Linked DNA regions of Mus musculus: region 1 is linked to region 2. Evidence: chromatin contacts called from public Hi-C data. All regions are on one chromosome and are shown on one strand. Each heading gives the region's core, a stretch centred on a gene start, on an enhancer-like site or on the middle of the called end of the contact. The rest is flanking DNA. Distances are from core to core; before and after follow the strand shown. Region 1 has its middle 43 kb from the start of Sh2d4a. Region 2 has its middle 120 kb from the start of Psd3.

Region 1 (5,544 bases), core at 2,301-4,800, 140 kb before region 2:
GTGCCGCTGCACTTGACCTGAGGATCGTTCCTGCTGAGGGTACTACTGAGTGCCTGAGAGACTGATGACTGCACAGGCATGGATCTCGGGATACTCTCTCTGCTCCCGAGGGAAGCTGCAGAAGGTTTGGAGGACGACACTTTGGTACTCCGGGGCCAAATGAGCTCATGGTGCTTTTAATGTGTGCCCTGACTCCACTTAGCTGCACTCAACCCCAACTCTTCCTCCCTGCTGCCATTTCATCTACAGATGTAATATTGTATAGAAAGGGGACACAATTTATAGCTTAGGACAGCCTAGTTCTGCTAAAACAGAATAAGTTAGTCCTCAATTCCCTGTTTTTCTAAGGTCTATCAAATGATCTTGAGTCAGAAGGCTGAAGACCGATGTTCCAATGTTTTGAAGTATAGGGACTAGTGGTCTCTATAAATTGGCTAAGTTTTAGAAGCTATATTTTGTGCTTCTCCTATTTTTAGGTAATATTCGTCATTCTTGCTTTTCTGATGGAGTTGAAGACCGATGGTCTCATAGCCAACCCAAGCTGTTTAGCATTGAGAAAGATGATATAGATTTGAGAGGATAGTTTTTAAATGGCATACAACCTAAAGCCAGGACATAAATCAGTGTAAAATTATAAGTCTTTTAGTTAGGGCAGATGACATCGTTCTATCTTAATGACAAAAATGATGGACTGGGTGTTAGGTCTATCTTATATCTTATAAATTACAAAATGGTAAAAGTTGTGTTCAATTTATATTTTGAAAGAATTTGTTTTTATTTTTTATTTTAATTTAAACAGAAAGGATGATATGTGACAGGATTTTCCCTATCCAATCACATTAAAATATTAGGGCAGCAGGATGTCTGTGATTAGACAGGGAAAAGGGAGGCAGAGCTAGGAGTTACAGGGACAGAGAGTGTTTCAAGGAGAGATGAAGGCCAAGATGGAGGAGGATGCACAGGAGGAAAAACCTGAACCCGTGTGGCTTTAGATAGCCTCAGGTAGTTATGATATCATAAGGTTAGGATAATTGGGATAATTTGTCTAATCTAGGTGGGCATCTTTTATCATTATCAATTGGTTCTGAAATAATTGTATTTGCATCTTATAAATTGAGAATTTATTGATATATAAATCTGATTGGTTAATTATAATCTTCAAGAGTTTTATTTCTACCAGGTTGATGGGTGGTGTGGCGACTGACTGTGGGGTGGACGGTCATTGTGTGGGGCTGGCATGGCAGCAATCCACCAAGGAACTGGGGAGCTCTGGCCCAAAGAGACCTCTGAGTTGAGATCACCAGCTAGAGCCATGTGTCCCTGGGTTGAACAGTCGGCACCCACCGCCCGGGAAGCAGATGGATACCGCTGTAGGTGCCTAGTTCCATAGTTCATGGTGAAGACTGTGGGACATATTTTATTTATTTGTGTATCTTGCTTCATGCATATTTTGCCTGTATGTATCACTGTGTACCATGTGCACACCTGGTGCCCACAGAGGCCAGAGGATGGGGTGGTTGGAGCACCAGGAACGTAGGTTACAGAGGGTTGTGATTTGTCATATGGGTGCTGAGAATCAAACCCAAGTCCTCTGGAAGAGCAATAAAGTAACACTGCAGAAAAACGAGAATCTAAACCATCGTGGGAGCTAGTGTCCAGAGGGAAAGAGCACCTACCTCCATTCTCAGACCCTAAAAGAGTGCATCACTTGTAAAGAATTAAATCCAATTATAAATGCCTTTTAATGTATTGTTGGTTTGTGTTATCAGGATATTTACTTGGTCTTAGGTAATAGAGATAAAATATTCGTTCCCCTAAAGAGGTTTTTTTTTTTTAATTTCTGAATTCCAAATAAATACTATAGTAATTTGCTGAATCTTTTAAATGTACATGAAAGTTTCAATTAGGAACATTTTTCTTAAATATTTATTCGATTTCATTAAATATCAAGTATTTATTTTATACGAGTTTTATATTTTATTTTCATTAATTTACTTATAGTTGTTTTTATATAACTAAGCATAACTTAAGTGTTAAAGATTTTCTTTGAGAAATCTTGAATTCTGCATAAAAATTAATTCCTACACGTCCTAACTACCACTGCCAAGTTTACTAAATGAAAATACAAAGGGAGAGCTTGGTGATGGTGCTGCATGCCTTTAAGCCTAGCTAGCACTCGAGAGGCAGAGGCAGGTGGGTCTCTGAGTTCTTTGTTAGCCTGGTCTGTAGAGCAAGTTCGAGAACAGCCAAGGCTACACAGAAAACCGCTGTCTTCAAGAAGAAGGAAGGAGAGGAAGAAGAGAAGGAGGAGGAAGGGAAGAAGGAGGAGGGGGAAGGGGAGGGGAAGAGGAAGAAGCAGCTACGATAGTGGGAGGGGGAGAATATAGAATGAAAGTCCATTTAAATATGAATTTCTAAGTAGATGTGATTACTTTCCAGTATAAATGCCTCACACTTATCTGAAACATATTTTAAAAAATATTACTTACTTAAAATTCAAAGTTAACTAGCATTTGGGTTTCAACTGACATTGCTGCCTTTTAACCACAGTGGCACAAAGCTCTTTGCCTCTGCTCAGGGGGTAAGTGTGCAGTGATGGTTTAGTGTGGTTTTTCATGTGCTAGAGGCACAGGATTTTATTGATCCCATTAGTGGTAGCAATAAACATTTGTATTTGGACGTAAGCAATGGATTTGAACTGGGCATAGTGGCCAACCCTGCCATCCTAGCAACAAAGAGGCTGAAACAGGAGGATGGAATGATTGCATCTATCTGCATTACATAATGAGTTCTAGCCCAGCATGGACTTCATAGTGAGAGTGTCTATAAAGTAAACTAATTAATTAAATATGTTGAAAAGGAGATACCATAGAGAATATAAATATAAAAAGACAGTCCTTCAATTCCATAATTATCCTATTAATAACTTTTCAGTTTTTGTGTTTGTTTACTTGTTTTTGTTTCTTGTTTTGTTTGATTGTTTTTATTTTTTCTGTTTTGCTTTGTTCTTTTTGTTTTGTTTTAAAAGTGATAGAGAGGGGATAGGGACTTGAAAGATGGCTCAGTGGTTCAGGGTGCACATCCCCACACCTACACACAGGATCATCAATGTAAAATCCTCACTGTTGCGGGTGGTACTGCTGAGGAATGTGTCTGATGGCCTGGGGCCTCAGACTAGCATTTGTCTACACTCACAGAATCTGAAATTTGAACACTAAACCACTGAGGATCTCTACTTATGATTTTTGTGAGGCTTCTGTCTTGCTACAAGATTGGCTTTCCCAGGTGGAAAGCAGCTACATTCTTCGCAATCGATCCTGCCCTCGAAACCATGTCTTCACCTCACTCTATTTTCTTCTTTCCATCTCTTTATTCCTTATTCCTCTTTAGCATAATCTGCCATAGAAGAATGTTCTCTACTTATCTACAATATGTTAGCACAAATCAAGAGGACGATGACTTTCCGTTTTTTGGAGGAGGGGGTCAGTTTACTGTATTTAGCGTTCACCACATTCAATTTGCTTAAGATACATTAAATAAAGAGTTCTTCCAGCAGGCGGCGCTGTAGGCTTCTGCAGCCACTGGCTGTAAAAACAAGTCCTCGCTGTCCTGGAGGATCAGAAAGGAACTTTCTGTCTCCTCTCAGGGACAAAGCTAACTTTATTCAAAGAACCCTGTAAGCCTTTCTACAAACTCAACTGATAATCAGGCCATTCAGGATATTGATTGAGAATCCTGGAGAAATAACGATTGGATTAGCTAAGACTGTTTGCAAGATTGGCACTCTCAGTGAAGACTGATCTCTCTTTCAGATATGCGGTGTTAATACAGGTGCTAATCTGGGGGTGGGGAGTATGCCGCTCAATTTAAATACAAATAGAATTTAGGGTAGCACAGTGGCCCATGGTCAGTAGCACAAAGCATTGTTCAGAATCGCCTTGAGAGCTTGTATTAGAAAAATCTCTTGATTCCTATAGTGGTTTGAGCAGGTTTGGCCCCCATAGACTCCTGTGTTTGAATGCTTGGCCCATAGAGAGCGAGCACTATTAGGAGATGTGGCCTTGTTGGAGTAAGTGCGGGCTTTATGAAGGAAGTGTGTCACTGTGGGTGCGAGTTTTGAGGTCTTTGGCCAGTGCAACGCTTATTCTCTGTGGCTTCAGATGTAGAGCTCTCAACTCCATCTCCAGCACCATGCCTGGACACTCTGCCATGTTTCCCGCCATGATGATAATGGACTCCGAAACTGTAAACTAGGCTCAATTTAATCTTTTCCTTTATAAGACTTGCCATGGTCATAGTGTCTTGTAGTCACAGACTTTTTCATCCGTACTCCAGTTCCCAAATAACAACTCAGTGGCTTATTGTTGTTAATAAATGCCTAGGCCCTAAACTAGGCTTGTTGCCAGACTAGCTCGTACCTTATATTAACCTGTTATTCTATTCTATGCTGCCACATGGATAGTTACCTCGCCTCAGTTTTATATGTCTGATTTCCTCCAAGTTTGAGTGGGGAATCTTTTCCCATGCCTATCTCCCAGAGTTCCCTCCTCTCTCTGCTGTTTGTCCCACTTTCTAATCCTGCCTCAGCTTATTAGCCATCAGATTTTTGTTGACAGGTAATGCTTCCACACTGTACACAGAGATTATTCCTACAGTGTCTCTTCACAGCAATAAAATCCCAACGAAGACAATTTCATTCTGGAATATTCTGATTGGGTAGATCTGGGGAGGATCTGACAGTCTGCTTCTTAGTCTCCATGGGGAGTTCTATTGGCTGCTCATACTATCTGAGGCCTTGCCATCAGGTTCTCCTAATTGTTCTTTGTCTTTTGGTTTATGTGATTTGATGGAAGGAGTAGATCATATTGATATGTGTTGTCACATTCCTGGAGCGTTATGCTCATCTGTACAATGGGTTCAGCTGGAGAGCCCATATTTCAGCTCGGATTAGATGTCCATGTCCCCTACATCTCCTCCCTACTGAAGCAGTATGGCATGTAGTTTTTGCTACCCAGCTTTAAGCTCCAGGTAGACCACGCTACCAGCCCCAGCCAGATTCCCTCGGATCCGTGGATGAAACACATACACATATTAACTCAATTTTCAACCTGCTTATGCTAGCATGCCCTTGCCAATACTCTTAACTCAGAACCCTCAATCTGCCCCAAACTTTAGTTGCTCAGTTACCTTCTCCTTGACCCAAAACTGCCCTCAGCTTTAGTTGTGTTTCTAATCTCCTGCCTGGGGAAATGGCCTATGCCCACTCCTCCTGAGATCTCACATGGCTTGGTCACCATTTTTCCCTCCAAAGCATAGTGAAAAATCTCCTCTTTCTCCTGCATCTACTAGCTTGCCTGTGAGAACCCAGAAGTCCTATCTATATTGCCCAGCTCATTGGCTGCTAGCATGTTCATTGATGGATCAAGAACCAGTTGGGGAACAGGACCGTAGCATCAGAACCACCCCTACAAAGCATGGCTATGTTGCATGGAGAGACATTACCATCACTGAGACCCTTGCCTTCCTCACTGCCAATTATAACTT
Region 2 (5,785 bases), core at 1,914-4,413:
TAGAACCCAGGTGCTAGGATCTGTGGGGAAAGTGTGCCTAGCCAGTGAGCAATCTCCCCTGCCCTTGAAGCTCTTTTCTGTAGAAAACAGAAACAACCATGAGACACATTTTTCAATGGGATGAAGAGTTAATCCCACCAGCTGGTAATCCTAGTAGAGTTTCTGCTCTTTCTTGTAGGAAAATGTCTTTGGTATATAAGGGCTACTAAAAGAGATACAGTTCTTTCCACCTGTAGCTTATGTTCTGTGGAAGAAGACAAAACATAAAACAAGCAAACTTACAAATTGAGGAAAGTATTATAAAGTTGGAGAGCAAATAGCTATAGGAGAGGGGCCTCCAAAAAAGCTCATTTTACCACCAAGCTTGATGACCTGAGTTTAATCTTCTAAACCACAGGACAGAAGAAGAGAATCAATTCCCACAGATGGTCCTTTGACTCCACGTGAGTGCTGTGCCAGATGTGTAGCCCTACCCCGTCCACAGGTGTACACAAATGTAAAGAAAATCTAACAGGAGAAAATTGAGTGGGTGATTTAAGTTGTATTGTATTCCAGAAAAGACCTCTCCAAAGTGGTAATATTTGTGCTAAGTCCAGAAGAATGTCATTAAAATTATAGAAAAGAAGACTATCTTTGAGGCACAGTTTCTGAAGTTGGAAAGGCCTTGCTGAATTTAGGAGTTAAAAGGCCATCATGATGAGAATCCCAGAACAAAAACAGGAAGTAGCTCACAGGGTCCTATTTATGTGTGTAATTTATTCCAAGTGCCATGGGGAATCATTAAACAGTTTTGGACAGTTGGATGCTATCATAAGATGATATTTTTAGGTTCCCCTAATCTCTGCATAGATAAGAGTAGGTATAAGCACGGATGAAAACAGGAAGCAGTAAGGGGGAACTGTCAGTTCAGAAAAGGGTAGACAAGAGAGTAGAGTAAAACGTATTCTGGAGACAGAACTGAGAGAACATGGACCCTGGAATGTGAATTTAGTGAAGACGAAAGCACTGGGCTGTGGGAAAGGCTACACAGAGACAAGCTGATGTTGCAATGGAACAAAGGTTTATTTAAGAGATCAATGAGGATGTGTAAGGTTTGAGGTATCTATAAAATATCCAAGACGTTAAGGGATATTAATTTTTAAAATAGACACCTCCCCCACTCCTTATCCTCAGTTTTACTTTTTGTAGTTCAAGTTAACAATAATCAACCACAGGCCAAAGTCTCAAATGGAAAATTCTAGAAAGTAAGCAATTAATACATTTTAAACAACTTTTATTATGGTGTATTTTTGCCATTGTTCTGCTGTGTTGATTGTTGTTCTTATTGTCAGCTTACTATTCAAAGTTTACTGTAGTTGTATATGTGCAAAGCAAATAATACATATACTATTATTACCCATGATGTCCAGCATCATTTGAGGCTTCAAAAATGTTGTGCCAATCAATAAGACTGGGGCTATGGAGTCTTGAGCTCTGGAATAAAATTAGCATAGAGATTAAAACTTGGAAATTACTAGCATATTGAAAATATTTAAATTCCTAAAACATTTCTCAAGAAGAGAGTATAGAAGGACTAGTGGACAAGTTCAGGATAAAACACATGGCCCATAAGACATCTAGAATACAGGCAACAGAGAAATCTAAGCTTACAAGGATTGGGCACAGACATTGGCCAATCAGGGCACATGCCAGTGCACCTCTCCTATAAATGAGTAAATCAGATATTATTCCTTCCACTTGGTGGTTGACAAATATTTAGCAGAGTTGGAGGAGAAACCAGGACAGTAAGAAGGCTAGGATAATGGTGGCTTGAAATAGTAGCTGTTGATGTAGCATGAGGTACTACAGTCTAGCCATGTACTGGGTGATAACTTCGCCACAGCAGTTATTTAGTCCAGTACATTGCTATGTGTTCATAATCAGGCTGCTGTAAACTAAATGCACTTACTGTACTGATTAAATGTTTATCACATACCATTAACATGGTACCTAATACTTGATAATGATAGATTATTGCTATCACCTTGCCAGTGTACTGTTATTACTTTAAATAGTATTCCTTGCACTTATACAGAAAACTTTATTATAAAATATTTTATCATATAATACTAGCAACAACCTCATATAACTTGTGATTGTATCAAGAGGCCATGTCAAGTGACACATCTATAATAGTCTCACAATGGAGGAATCACCTAGTAACGCATTTCTCAGAATGTATCCCCATGGCTGAGCAATGCATGACTATATTATAACAACTGGTAGAGACCAGCTGACTGAATATCAGTGCTTATATGTGAGAGGTTGGAGAAAAGAAACCATTAAAATAGTCACTCCATTAGGAGGAAGGGTTTTATTGTGAATAAGAGAGAGAGAAAATATCTAGAGTTATCTGACATTTCCAAAGAGACAGTATCTCAAAAGAGAAAGAGAAACAGACTGGACATGCATATGCCTATTTGAGAGAAAAATGATGGGAAAAATATGTAGATTATAAGGAGGATGAGTAGCTATGGAGAGAGAGGCCTGTGAGGTTGAGCAGCCTGGGAGTTTTGGTGCAGAAGCAGCAGAAGGGCCAGGGCAATTCCATGGGGCGTTTGAAATGTATGATAGGCACTTGTGAGTGGAGACTGAGGGATATGCTAGTAGGCACACATGTCCATGGAAACCCATATATGTCCTTTCTACCAGAGGCAAGAGAAAAAGCTCCTTTCAGGGTGAGGTAAAAACCTATTTTACACACTTCTGAGGAATGCTGTTTTTTGTTTTTGTTTTTTTGTTTTTTCGAGACAGGGTTTTTCTGTGTAGCCTGGAACTCACTCTGTAGACCAGGCTGGCCTCGAACTCAGAAATCCGCCTGCCTCTGTCTCCCAAGTGCTGGGATTAAAGTCGTGTACCACCACGCCCGGCTGGAATGCTGTTTTTAATCTAACCACTAGAAATTCTTCTGTAGTCTAGTTTGAGTACATTTCTGGATACGTGCACTACCTGAGACCCAATAATCCTGAGTCCTGTATGAGAAACAGAATGTTACCAGAGTCACTGCAGTGTTTGTTTGCTTGCCTGTGTGTTTGTTTTTGAAAGATGAGTTGTATCTAGTGCTGTTCAGATGGGACAGTGTGGAGACTGTGAAAAAGCTGGCCGTGGTTCATAGTAGAGAAATGAAGCAGTAGGTCGAAGGGTGTTTAAAGGAAGTGAAACAAGTCTGTCACACTTCCCATGCCAGTAGGAACAGAGGTGAGCGTTGGAGCTGCAGAGTCCAGAGACGATCCAAGAGACAGTTTTATAAGGGAGTAAGATCAGGCAGCAGTGGGAGGTCTTCAGAACACTCTAGAGAAAAGGGTTCCGAGGCAGGCGGGCCCTCCATACCAGGATGAAATGTCCCAGCCATCTGGGATATCCTATTTTCCTATGTACAAGCCAAGGTCATGGCCAAGGCACATTTAGCTTCTACTTAATCTTGTTGTGCAGAGCTTTGTCCAGTTAATCCCTTGATTTTGTTTGTTTGTTTGTTTGTTTTAGCTTTTATTTTTATCTTTGTTCAATTATTTTGAAGCCAAGTAATTAAGGAAGAGGATAATAAGGATTATTCAGGCATATTTTGACCACAGGGATTATCAGCGTCTATTTAGCATCAGAATATAGAAACCAGACACGGCCAGAATCAGCAAGTGAAGGAGATAGTCTGATAATGAGAAAGTGGTACAAACACAAAATATACTCTGGAACCTGAATGAGGTGCTCACTGCCTGCTGAGTCTGGAAAACAAATTTAGACATAACTTGGTTTACCCCTACGTTTCTCCATTCTCATTACACTGCCCATATGGAATTTTTTTTTAAATGACATCGTAAATTGAATAGATTTAATAGATATCCATAGAATAATCTATCCAAACACTAAAGAACATGCCTATGTGTCAGTAGACCAGGGGACTTTCTCCTAAATAGATTACATATGAGAACACAAAACAAGGCTCAATATAGAAAAATTGAAATCATATCATGCATTCAATCTAACCACCAAGAAATAAAGATGGTATCAATAACAATAGAGATGACAGAGGGTACAAAAACTTATCAAAGCTGAACAACACACTACAGAATCAAAACTGGGTGAAGGAACAAATCAAGAAAGAAAATTTTAAATCCCCATATGGAATTTTCTATTCTTTACCTTGTAATTATGTGACAGGCCAAATTTGTGACTTCTCTCCCACTAAGGGACACAGTTTCTAGAAACATTCTAGATTGACTCCAGATATTTGGGTGTCCAGATTCAGGCTGACTCAGTGGATATAGAAGATGTAAAAGACATAGAAGAGTGGGGATCATTTGGAAAGATGGGACACAACGGATTCTCTAGAGACTGTGACAGGTTGCCTTTGGAGTTCCTGAGTTTTATGTGTTTATATTGAGTCGTTGTTTTTCAACTACCTATGGTTGAATAAACGATATAAGGGAAGGGAGTTATCCTAAGACATTGTTGAAAATGATTCCTTTTAAATGAGGCTAACTACTCAACAAATAGCAACAAAGGGCACAGCCATCAAAGACCTCAAACCAAAATGTACAGGTTTTCAAGATAATGAGGATGACATTACAGAACAATGTATTCTTAATATGGCGTGTAGTAACATGGTTACAAGCAGATAACTTGGAGGCTGTGTTTTCCTACAGATCAGCACAGCTAAATGCTGAATTACCCTGAGTCCTGTGTGGGCCTTTGTTTGGTAGACCAGTTTTCTAGTTAATCTGAGTGTAATTTGAATACAGGAAAAGGAAGCACTGTGAAGATTAAATCTCTGTGGCCACAGGTCACAGAATGAGGTCTGGATTCCATTGCCTCTGGGATTTCAAAGTCCTGGTCTAAGTTTTGTAACTTGGCATTGTCAGTGCCCTTTCTACACTTGCCCTTTCTACACCTTGTGAACTTTTCTCATAACTTGTGACTGAAAAACATAGATTAATCTTTTTAACCCCAGGCCAGTGACATCAGTAAGTGGAAAAGCCTTCAGGGCGTGTAGGCAGTAGATGGGTCTCGCTACAGATGTGCAGCTCTTCAGTCAGAGAAGTCTAAGCTATTCCTCAGTTATTTATCACGCTTTGAGTCTTAGTAGATTAACATATCAAAAAAGCTATGACCTCTTCATGCAAATCAAGTAAAGTAGAGAACAATCAATCTAGAGGCACATGGAGAAGCGTTTTACTACCTCTGTCAAGAAATAACAGTTATCTGCTTCACTCACGCCCAGCAGAGCTAGACATAGTGCAGTCTCTACTTACAGGTACAAACAACATAAACATGAAAGAAGAGGAGATGCTGTATGCCAGAGTTTCTACTACAAAATTTTTCTGATATATAGCTATATATAACCTATACATTATATATGTTATATGTTATATATGTATTATTATATATGTTATAGTAATATAACATCTAAAACTATATTATATATATGGGCAAGTCCAGAATTACGGGTTTCTATAACAGGACCAAACGTGATGATGTCATTAAGGGTCAAAGTCATTGGTATGATTCTATTTGAGAATTGTTTTGTCCCATTCTGTAAAATAAATTAATTATTAAAAGTAAGCTTACCAATACTAAAAATCCCCTGAGCTATCCTTCATAGATATGAAAGTGAAGATTTCTTATTAAATGTTAACATACACAGGGTAGGGGAGATGCAGGGAGCAAAATGGAGACAATTTGCTCAAAGACATTAGATCCATGGCAAGATGTTTTCAGAGCTCTGTGAGTGTCATTTCTCCACTTTCTTCCT

The links. A called contact is a pair of places that touch in the nucleus more often than the background predicts.
Region 1: a Hi-C map of bone marrow-derived macrophages shows a contact between it and region 2, with 26 read pairs. The contact joins two enhancer-like sites. A contact is called at or near these places in 3 of 15 datasets of contacts at CTCF or cohesin (the NIH/3T3 cell line and large pre-B cells), 5 of 484 Hi-C or Micro-C datasets (bone marrow-derived macrophages, cortical neurons, liver and 2 more), 1 of 115 datasets of contacts at active chromatin or transcription factors (pancreatic cancer cells) and 1 of 9 other capture datasets (embryonic stem cells).

Annotation. Positions count from the first base shown.
Region 1 is chr8:68,231,222-68,236,765 of GRCm38.p6, reverse strand. No RefSeq gene overlaps it. Among named protein-coding and RNA genes, the nearest start is that of Sh2d4a, 43 kb to the left of the region's middle. Within about 2 kb of position 3,550, at least 12 of the 459 cell types and tissues checked have an H3K27ac peak or open chromatin away from gene starts, as enhancers often do. A contact at or near this core is called in bone marrow-derived macrophages, where this site is marked.
Region 2 is chr8:68,090,274-68,096,058 of GRCm38.p6, reverse strand. It overlaps a transcript of Psd3 not described here. Among named protein-coding and RNA genes, the nearest start is that of Psd3, 120 kb to the right of the region's middle. Within about 2 kb of position 3,163, at least 26 of the 459 cell types and tissues checked have an H3K27ac peak or open chromatin away from gene starts, as enhancers often do. A contact at or near this core is called in bone marrow-derived macrophages, where this site is marked.